Regions from separate parts of the Mus musculus genome. Here region 1 is linked to region 2. Evidence: chromatin contacts called from public HiChIP or PLAC-seq data. All regions are on one chromosome and are shown on one strand. The core of a region is the stretch at or near the end of the contact, and the rest is flanking DNA. Distances in the headings are between cores, read along the strand shown.

Evidence for each region. HiChIP or PLAC-seq counts read pairs in DNA pulled down with a chosen protein or histone mark.
Region 1: an H3K27ac HiChIP or PLAC-seq map of embryonic stem cells shows a contact between it and region 2, with 5 times the contacts expected there. The contact joins the promoter of Mcf2 here to the promoter of Zic3 in region 2. A contact is called at or near these places in 1 of 39 promoter capture datasets (stem cell-derived epiblast-like cells) and 2 of 115 datasets of contacts at active chromatin or transcription factors (both in embryonic stem cells).

The regions. Positions count from the first base shown.
Region 1 is chrX:60,177,292-60,181,385 of GRCm38.p6, forward strand. Mcf2 (mcf.2 transforming sequence) reads right to left here and starts at 1,798. Exons shown (of 28, transcript NM_001289731.1): 1 at 1,291-1,798. The coding sequence starts at 1,615.
Region 2 is chrX:58,029,174-58,032,947 of GRCm38.p6, forward strand. Zic3 (zinc finger protein of the cerebellum 3) reads left to right here and starts at 1,455. Exons shown (of 3, transcript NM_009575.2): 1 at 1,455-3,064. The coding sequence starts at 2,008. RefSeq lists enhancers at 1,258-1,288, 1,431-1,460 and a cis regulatory region at 1,270-1,278.

The sequences.
Region 1 (4,094 bases), core at 548-3,047, 2.1 Mb after region 2:
TAGACAGAGCCCTGGGTTTCCTGTGGTTTAACCGAAGTCATCGACGTGACCTCCTTCCAATTCGTGGACAGCCTCAAACAAGAAGAGGAATTTGGAACACACACTGTGGCTACCTGATTTGAGAAAAGAAAAACTACACCATGTCTAGTTTTTAATTCCCAAATTCCCATTACAAGGAACACCGCAGGGTAAGCAAGCACCACAGACGCACAAAAGACATGGCCAGAGCTGCAGCACCTGGCGGATATTCCTGGACTGCTAATGGTATTAGAGGAACTTTAAATTTTAGGAGCCTCTGCATGCTTCACGGTACACCAAGAGTCCAAAGCCAAGCAACTCCGACTAGCTCAATATGTATACATCAAGTGCCGCCTCTCACTACTCTTAAGCTTTTTACCAAAACAGTGGCAGCAGTTAAGACATTTGTTAGCTTTGGTTTTGTCCCTCCAAGGCAAGTAAGAAAGAGCCTTTCGCCTTTGTAGTAAGAGCTGAAGGAAGACAGGAAGCTCATAGGACCAGGCTGGAAAGAAGTGGCGGTCCTAGTGAGAAAACCCAAATTCTTGACCGCAGTTTGCCTGCAAACTCCTCCTCCAACTTCAGGCCCGCGGCTTTCAGAATCCAAGCGCCTTTTTGACTTGGCCCTAGCACGCGTACGTGAAACAAACAGCAACCACCCACACAAGTAAATAAACCTCGCTTTAAAAACTACAGGGAGTGTTACAGGGAAGTGCATCTGCATCCTCCTCCTCAGCAAGGTTCCGCTCTAGGGTACAGAATGCGGTGTAGGAAGATTCCTCCCTTAACATTCCCAACTCCACCAAGAGGCATCCAGGTGGGTGGTGGTGGGAAGTGAGGAAGAGACCTGGAACAGTCTCACCTTGCATGGCGGGCTTCTGGGGGTCCACCTGCGGGGCTTGAGCTGAGCAGAGAGCCACACACATCCTCAGAGTGGCAGCTGGCCTGAGGAACTGAGGTCCACAGTCTGGGCGGCTCTAAACTAGGAGTGCCACAGCAGGGGGGGTGGATTATGGAGTGAATGGGGGCAGGGAAAGGAGAGGGAGAAAGAGAGAGTGAGACAGAGACGGAGGGAGAGAGAGAGAGAGAGAGAGAGAGAGAGAGAGAGAGAGAGAGAGAGAGAGAGAGAGAGGTTGATTGAGAGAGAGAGAGCAGAGAAGACAAAGTGCACCAGACATCCCCTACCCGAACAGGTTGAGGAGGGAGCCGGGAAGAGGGGAGAGAGCCCAGTGTTCCAGGCAACTGAGTGGGAGTGCACAGGGATGTGGTACTCACCTGCTAGGAAGACTGCCTGCAGCAAGCAGAGGTAGTTCTTCCCGTACTTCTCCGCGATCCTAACGCGATGCAGGGCCATGGCCATGTCCACCTGCACCGGGACCGCCTGCGTGAACGGCACGAAAGAACAGTGGTCCTGATTCAGCTGGAGATTGGGCGCCTTGGCGGCAGCCCTAGGCAAACGCTTGACCGCCAGCCACTGCGAGGCCAGGGCCGGAGTGGAAGCGGGAGGGGACCCTGTTGGAGGGAGCCCAGCCCGAGAGGACCCTGCTGGAGGGAGCCTTGCTGGAGGGAACCTTGCTGGAGGGGGCCCTGCTTCCGCCATCCTCAAGCCAGACTCGCTAGTTGGTGACCCCAACCTCAACTGGCCACTGCCGGACTCTGGCTCGCTAGCAGCCCGTCTGTGCAAGCACAGACGCGGCCAGAAGGGTCGCAGTCTACGCAGCTCAGTGGCTTAGAAGACTAGAGCCCCCTAGCTGGGACCAACAAGCCCCAGGACAGGGAGCCCAGAAACTTGCAGAGATTTCAAGACTCTGGCTGCAGAGCACTTCTGACCTCAGCTACTGAGAGTTGAGCAACTCCGCTCGGAGTGGATGTACACCCACGTCCCCGCCTAGTTTCCAACAGGATGGATCAGGGGCGGGACACCGAGAACCAGAGGGGACAGCCCCCACAGATACGCCCGCGGAGGGGTAGGGAAGGCTGGAGCACGTGTAGGGAGGAGACCGCCCGACCTCTCACTCTAGGCAGTGGGAGCTGGAGTCAAGAGTTTTCTTCCTTTGCATCCTGCTTCTCAGGGCAGGGCAGGAGTGGAGTAAGGATACACAGTGTGGGCACCTGCAGATAACACTGTTGGAGAGCTTTGCTGATGCCAGAAAAGCAGCCCTGGTTAGTCCAAAAGGGCTGGAGCTCTAGCCTGAATGTGCCTTCTCCCACCCTGCCCCCCACCAGCCTGCACTCGCCCAAGTTTCCTGACTTGCTTTAAAAAGGAAAGGAGGAAATAGAAATGGGCTACTGAGAAGACTGTGAGGTAAAAAACACTTGCTGGATCAACCTGGGTTAAAGGAACCCTGTGTAAGTTATGGTATAATAAGAGAACTGATCCCACATAAGTGTTCCCTGACCTCTACATGCACTGTAATACATATGTTATGCACAAAAATAAATAATAACCAAAGTCGAATCTGAACATACAGATCAGTTGGTAGAGTGTTTTCCTAGTGTGCACTTCTGGGTAGGAGATGGACTCTGAAGGATCAGGGTTATCTCCAGCGACATAGCCCATTCCAGGCCAGTCTGGGCTACTTACAAAAGATCCTGTCTCAAAAACATCACATACGCAATTAAAACGAAAAATAACAACAAACTGACCAGGGGAATGGGGGGGGTGGCAGCAAGACAAGACATCCTCTTGAAGAACCAAGTGAGAAAGGATGGGAGGTCCCAGCCAATCCCTTCTCCTAAGCCCAAAGCTCCCCAGAAGAAAGCTTTGGAAGAGTAAGGGAAAGCTAGCTGCTCATAACAAAAGCTAGAGCAGCAGGACTTTGAAGGGCTAGCAGGGAGGTAGGGGGGAGGGGCTGGAGGGAGGGAAGGGGGAAAAAAGAAATCTGGTAAATAAATTATAATCTGGAAAAAAAAAAGGAAAAGCTATAGAAGCCGGGCAGTGGTGGCACACGCCTTTAATCCCAGCACTTGGGAGGCAGAGACAGGTGGATTTCTGAGTTTGAGGCCAGCCTGGTCTACAGAGTGAGTTCCAGGACAGCCAGGGCTACACAGAGAAACCTTGTCTCAGATTAAAAAAAAACAAACAAACAAAAAAAGCCTATTATTTCTGTAGAAACTACTGTTTCATACATAGTGAAAATTTCCCCCTGATGTTCCTTAAAAGAAATGGCTGTTCTGATGGTCTCATGCTTTTTTGTTGTTTTGTTTTGTTTGTTTTTGTTTTTCGAGACTGAGTTTCTCTGTGTAGCCCTGGCTGTCCTGGAACTCACTCTGTAGACCAGGCTGGCCTCGAACTCAGAAATCCACCTGCCTCTGCCTGGTCACATGCTTTAAGTCCATTTCCAGTGCCACTATATCTCCGCCCCCCCCCCCCCCAAGACAGGGTTTCTCTGTATAGCCCAGGCTATCCTGGAACTCACTTTGTAGACCAGGTTGGCCTCCAACTTAGAAATCCACCTGCCTCTGCCTTCAGAGTGCTGGGATTAAAGACATGCTTCACCACGCCAGGTGCCACTATAGTTTTAGGGAACAAATGTCTTCTATAAATGTCAGCAGTCCTTTCATGAACTGTATTGTTCACACAGTGATGATGTATCCGAAATCAAGTGTTTACTGCTTGAGGAAAAGGTGACTCTAGACTATCATTTGAAATCATAACTCTGGACTCCTTCAATTATTAGCTACAATGAGTCAGGTGTAAACAGTGACGTGAGGATCCGAGGGTGATTGCTGACCTTCTATGCTGCTCAACTAATTCCTTCTTAGGATGAATTAGAACTCAAAACTAGCATGCATTAAACAGTGCGATGAAAGCAAAACAGTGTCACCATACTGGTTATATAGGTTACTTGACAATAAAAGAACGTGCTAGCATTGTGCATATTACAAAGTATATTTATCATAGCACAAACACACACACACATCTATGCACCATGGTGCATGCTTTTAATTCCAGCACCAAGGAAGCAAAGGCAGGCAGGTTCAAGGACATCCTGCCCAACATAGGGACTTCAAGACAAGCCAGATATATCCTATCTATCTATCTATTAATCTATCTATCTATCTATCTATCTATCTAT
Region 2 (3,774 bases), core at 205-2,704:
TCCCAGCCACCTCTCAGTCTTTTCTTCCCACTCACTTTCTTCCACCCTTTGCTAGTGCTTTGCCGCACAAATCATGGGTGGATTTATAACCCTGCTTCTGGTCATTTTGTTCAGAGGGGGAAAAAATACAAAAAACAACAACAACAACAAAAAAAAAAAACAAAAACAAAAAACCTCTCACCAGGGGGAAGAGTGGTGGGTAAAGAGGCCACTCCAGCACAGTTCCCTGGAAAGCAATTCCTTGAGGGACTGACTGCTTCCCTGAGTCACTAGGTGCTTCACTGGATAGGCATAGAAGAGAGCAAAGCCCGGGATGTTAAGAGGGGAGGAAAATTCCATTCCCTGTTGTCCTTTTAACACTTCGGCATTTCAGAATGTTGAGTATTCAAAGCTTGTTGCTCCAGCCACACGAAAAGCACAGTCACTGTCTAGTATGTTTTTACTCTGTGTTTTGTATACATAGGCTGTGTTCTTACACATTAATTTAGCATCTATGCTTGTTTCTGGTATGTGTCTATATGCTCTCTGTGCTTTGTTTAGTGTTGATACTGTGTTGCTTACTTTATTTAGTATGTTCTGCGTCTTTCAGGAGGTGTGCTTGCTTTCTGTGTTTCATTCGTGTTTCCTGCTATTTGCTTAGGTTGTGTTGTACATGGCTGTTGTATTGTTGTCTGTTCTATCACGGGACAAGGGGATGTTGCTGAGAAGCAGTGAGTACAGCCGCTAATCACAGACCACACGGTCACAGTCTGACTCCGAATTACCGTTAGTAGGCTCTATGAGCTATCGTTTCTTCTAGTTTGGGCAGTGGACAGCTACCTCTAGTTTGGGGCACAGGCAGGGAAGAAACTGAACCGGCCTGGGTTTATAATCTAATGGGGTGTGGGGTGAAAGCCACAGCTGATCAGGAACACAGATTTGCCCCACTCATGCGGGAATTTGTTCTCGGTACCTACGGAAGGAAAACGTTCTCAAGGTGGTGAGGCAGCAGGGTCCCAAGTGGGTACCACAGTGTCTTCTGGACCGAAAGGGAACGGCAACGACAAGTATCTTCTTGGGTCAAAGAGTTTCTTTAGTCTAGGCGGGTACAGAGCGTGCGAGGGGTGCTTGCTGCCGGCTTAGAGCAGGGCCAAGCCAGGGAGAGGCTCAGCTCTGTCCCGCCGCTTGCGGAAGCCTGGCCCCAGTTCCCCACAGCCTCGCAAACCCGGCGGATCCCTTTCAGGGACGCTGAGCAGCGGCTGCCTCACCTGCCGGGCGCTCCGCAGCTACCCAATCAGCTGGGGTCGCCCGGCAGCGGCTGCCATGTTCTCCGCTTCGCGCTGCCAATCATTGTGTCGGTGGCCAATGGGCGACAGGGCCGGGGGTCAGGTGATCTCAGGCCAGCTGGCTCCCCATTGGTGCGCGCTGCCCAGCCTCCCGCTCGGTTTATGTGCGAGGAGTGAGTGATTGACTTTATCAGTCCAAGGACATTACTCTGGAGGTGAAGAGGCTTGGACTCGCGAAGCGAGCAGTGAGGTTCGAGCCTGCTTACTGCAGGCTGCCTGCCCTCTGGCCACGTTCCGCCTCTGCTTCTTGGTGCAGTTGCTCCTGAAAGCCGGGACCCGAGGAGCCTCTGGCCCCGTGGTTCCGCGCTCTTGAGTAGAGGAGGGGTGTCCGGGACAGGATTGACAAACCCCGCCCTCCACTTATTATTTTGCTTATTTTTCTTTGTGCGCTCCTGTTAGTTTGTTAAGCAGATTTAGTCCTAGAGTCTTTTCTCCTCCCTTCTCCTCCCTCCTCCTCTCCCATCGCCCTCCCCCCAATCCTTTTTCTTCCCCTCCTCCCTCCCGTCCCTCTGCAGGAGACTCTCGCAGCCTAGGAAAGTTGCAGCTCCGGGTAGCGCCTAGGGGGTCTCCAGGCAGTGTTCAACCGCCGCCATCCCTTTCCGACTACGGCCCTTCAGGGATCTCCTTCGCCTGCACCCTTGCTCACTTCGGCCGGATCTTCTGTGTCCAGAACACCCTACCTATGACGATGCTCCTGGACGGAGGCCCGCAGTTCCCTGGGTTGGGAGTGGGCAGCTTCGGTGCTCCGCGCCACCACGAGATGCCCAACCGCGAGCCTGCAGGCATGGGATTGAATCCCTTCGGGGACTCAACCCACGCTGCGGCCGCCGCCGCTGCCGCCGCTGCCTTCAAGCTGAGCCCAGCCACCGCTCACGATCTGTCTTCGGGCCAGAGCTCAGCGTTCACACCGCAGGGTTCAGGTTATGCCAATGCCCTGGGCCACCATCACCACCACCATCACCACCATCACGCCAGCCAGGTGCCCACCTACGGCGGCGCTGCCTCCGCCGCTTTCAACTCCACGCGCGACTTTCTGTTCCGTCAGCGCGGTTCTGGGCTCAGCGAGGCAGCCTCCGGGGGCGGGCAGCACGGGCTTTTCGCTGGCTCGGCGAGCAGTCTTCACGCTCCAGCTGGTATTCCTGAGCCTCCTAGCTACTTGCTCTTTCCTGGGCTTCATGAGCAGGGCGCTGGGCACCCGTCGCCCACAGGGCACGTGGACAACAACCAGGTCCATCTGGGGCTGCGCGGGGAGCTATTTGGCCGTGCAGACCCATACCGCCCCGTGGCTAGCCCGCGCACGGACCCCTACGCGGCCAGTGCGCAGTTCCCTAACTATAGCCCCATGAACATGAACATGGGCGTGAACGTGGCGGCCCACCACGGGCCGGGCGCCTTCTTCCGTTACATGCGGCAGCCCATCAAGCAGGAGCTGTCCTGTAAGTGGATCGAGGAGGCTCAGCTGAGCCGGCCCAAGAAGAGCTGCGACCGGACCTTCAGCACCATGCATGAGTTGGTTACGCATGTTACCATGGAGCATGTGGGGGGCCCGGAGCAGAACAACCACGTCTGCTATTGGGAGGAATGTCCCCGCGAAGGCAAGTCCTTCAAGGCGAAGTACAAACTGGTCAACCATATCCGAGTGCACACTGGCGAGAAACCCTTCCCGTGTCCCTTCCCGGGCTGCGGGAAGATTTTTGCCCGCTCTGAGAACCTCAAGATCCACAAGAGGACCCATACAGGTAAGGGGGAGCAGACAGGTGGGCGCGGGTCTCCCCAGGGGCACCCTGCCACCAAGCAGACTGAACAGCCAGAGAGGGAGAGGGGTGGAGGCCAAGCCGAGGGGCGGCGCCCCGCCGAGACCTTTCAGTACCAAGCGCTGTCACAGCCTCTCCACCCCTCACCCCCCAGGAACCTGCGGCGCTTTTGCCGAGTTCTAAGTTCCTGAGCAGACTGCTGTGGTCTCAGGAACTAATTGGGACCTTCTCGCGCCCAGGAACCAACTGGCGCCACCTCTTTTTGTGTTCTTTTCTGGGTTACTAAGAAGAGACTCCGAATGTGTTGGGAGTATATTGCTTACAAGCGACTTAGCTCTCTGAACACATTCGGGGAAGGCAACCATAGAAATGCTAATGAAAACTAACTTTGGTTACTTCCGTTCTTTTTTACACTTGATTGGCATATCTCCTAATTAAATGACTGATACTTTTGTCAAACTATTTTTATTTGGAGTTCCAGGTTGTTTAGTTCTTTGGAGGAAAGATAAAGTAGAGAAGGCACTGGTTTCTGTGGCTTGCTCAGCATCTCTTGTAAAAGTGTGTGTAGTCCCCGGATTTATGTAGTGTTCTCTTTTTCCGAAAATTAGTAAGACTACCAGGCTTAGCAAAACCGCTACATTTGAAAGAGGCAAATGAAAAGACACAAAGAAGGGGACGGATAGGACTGTCCCATT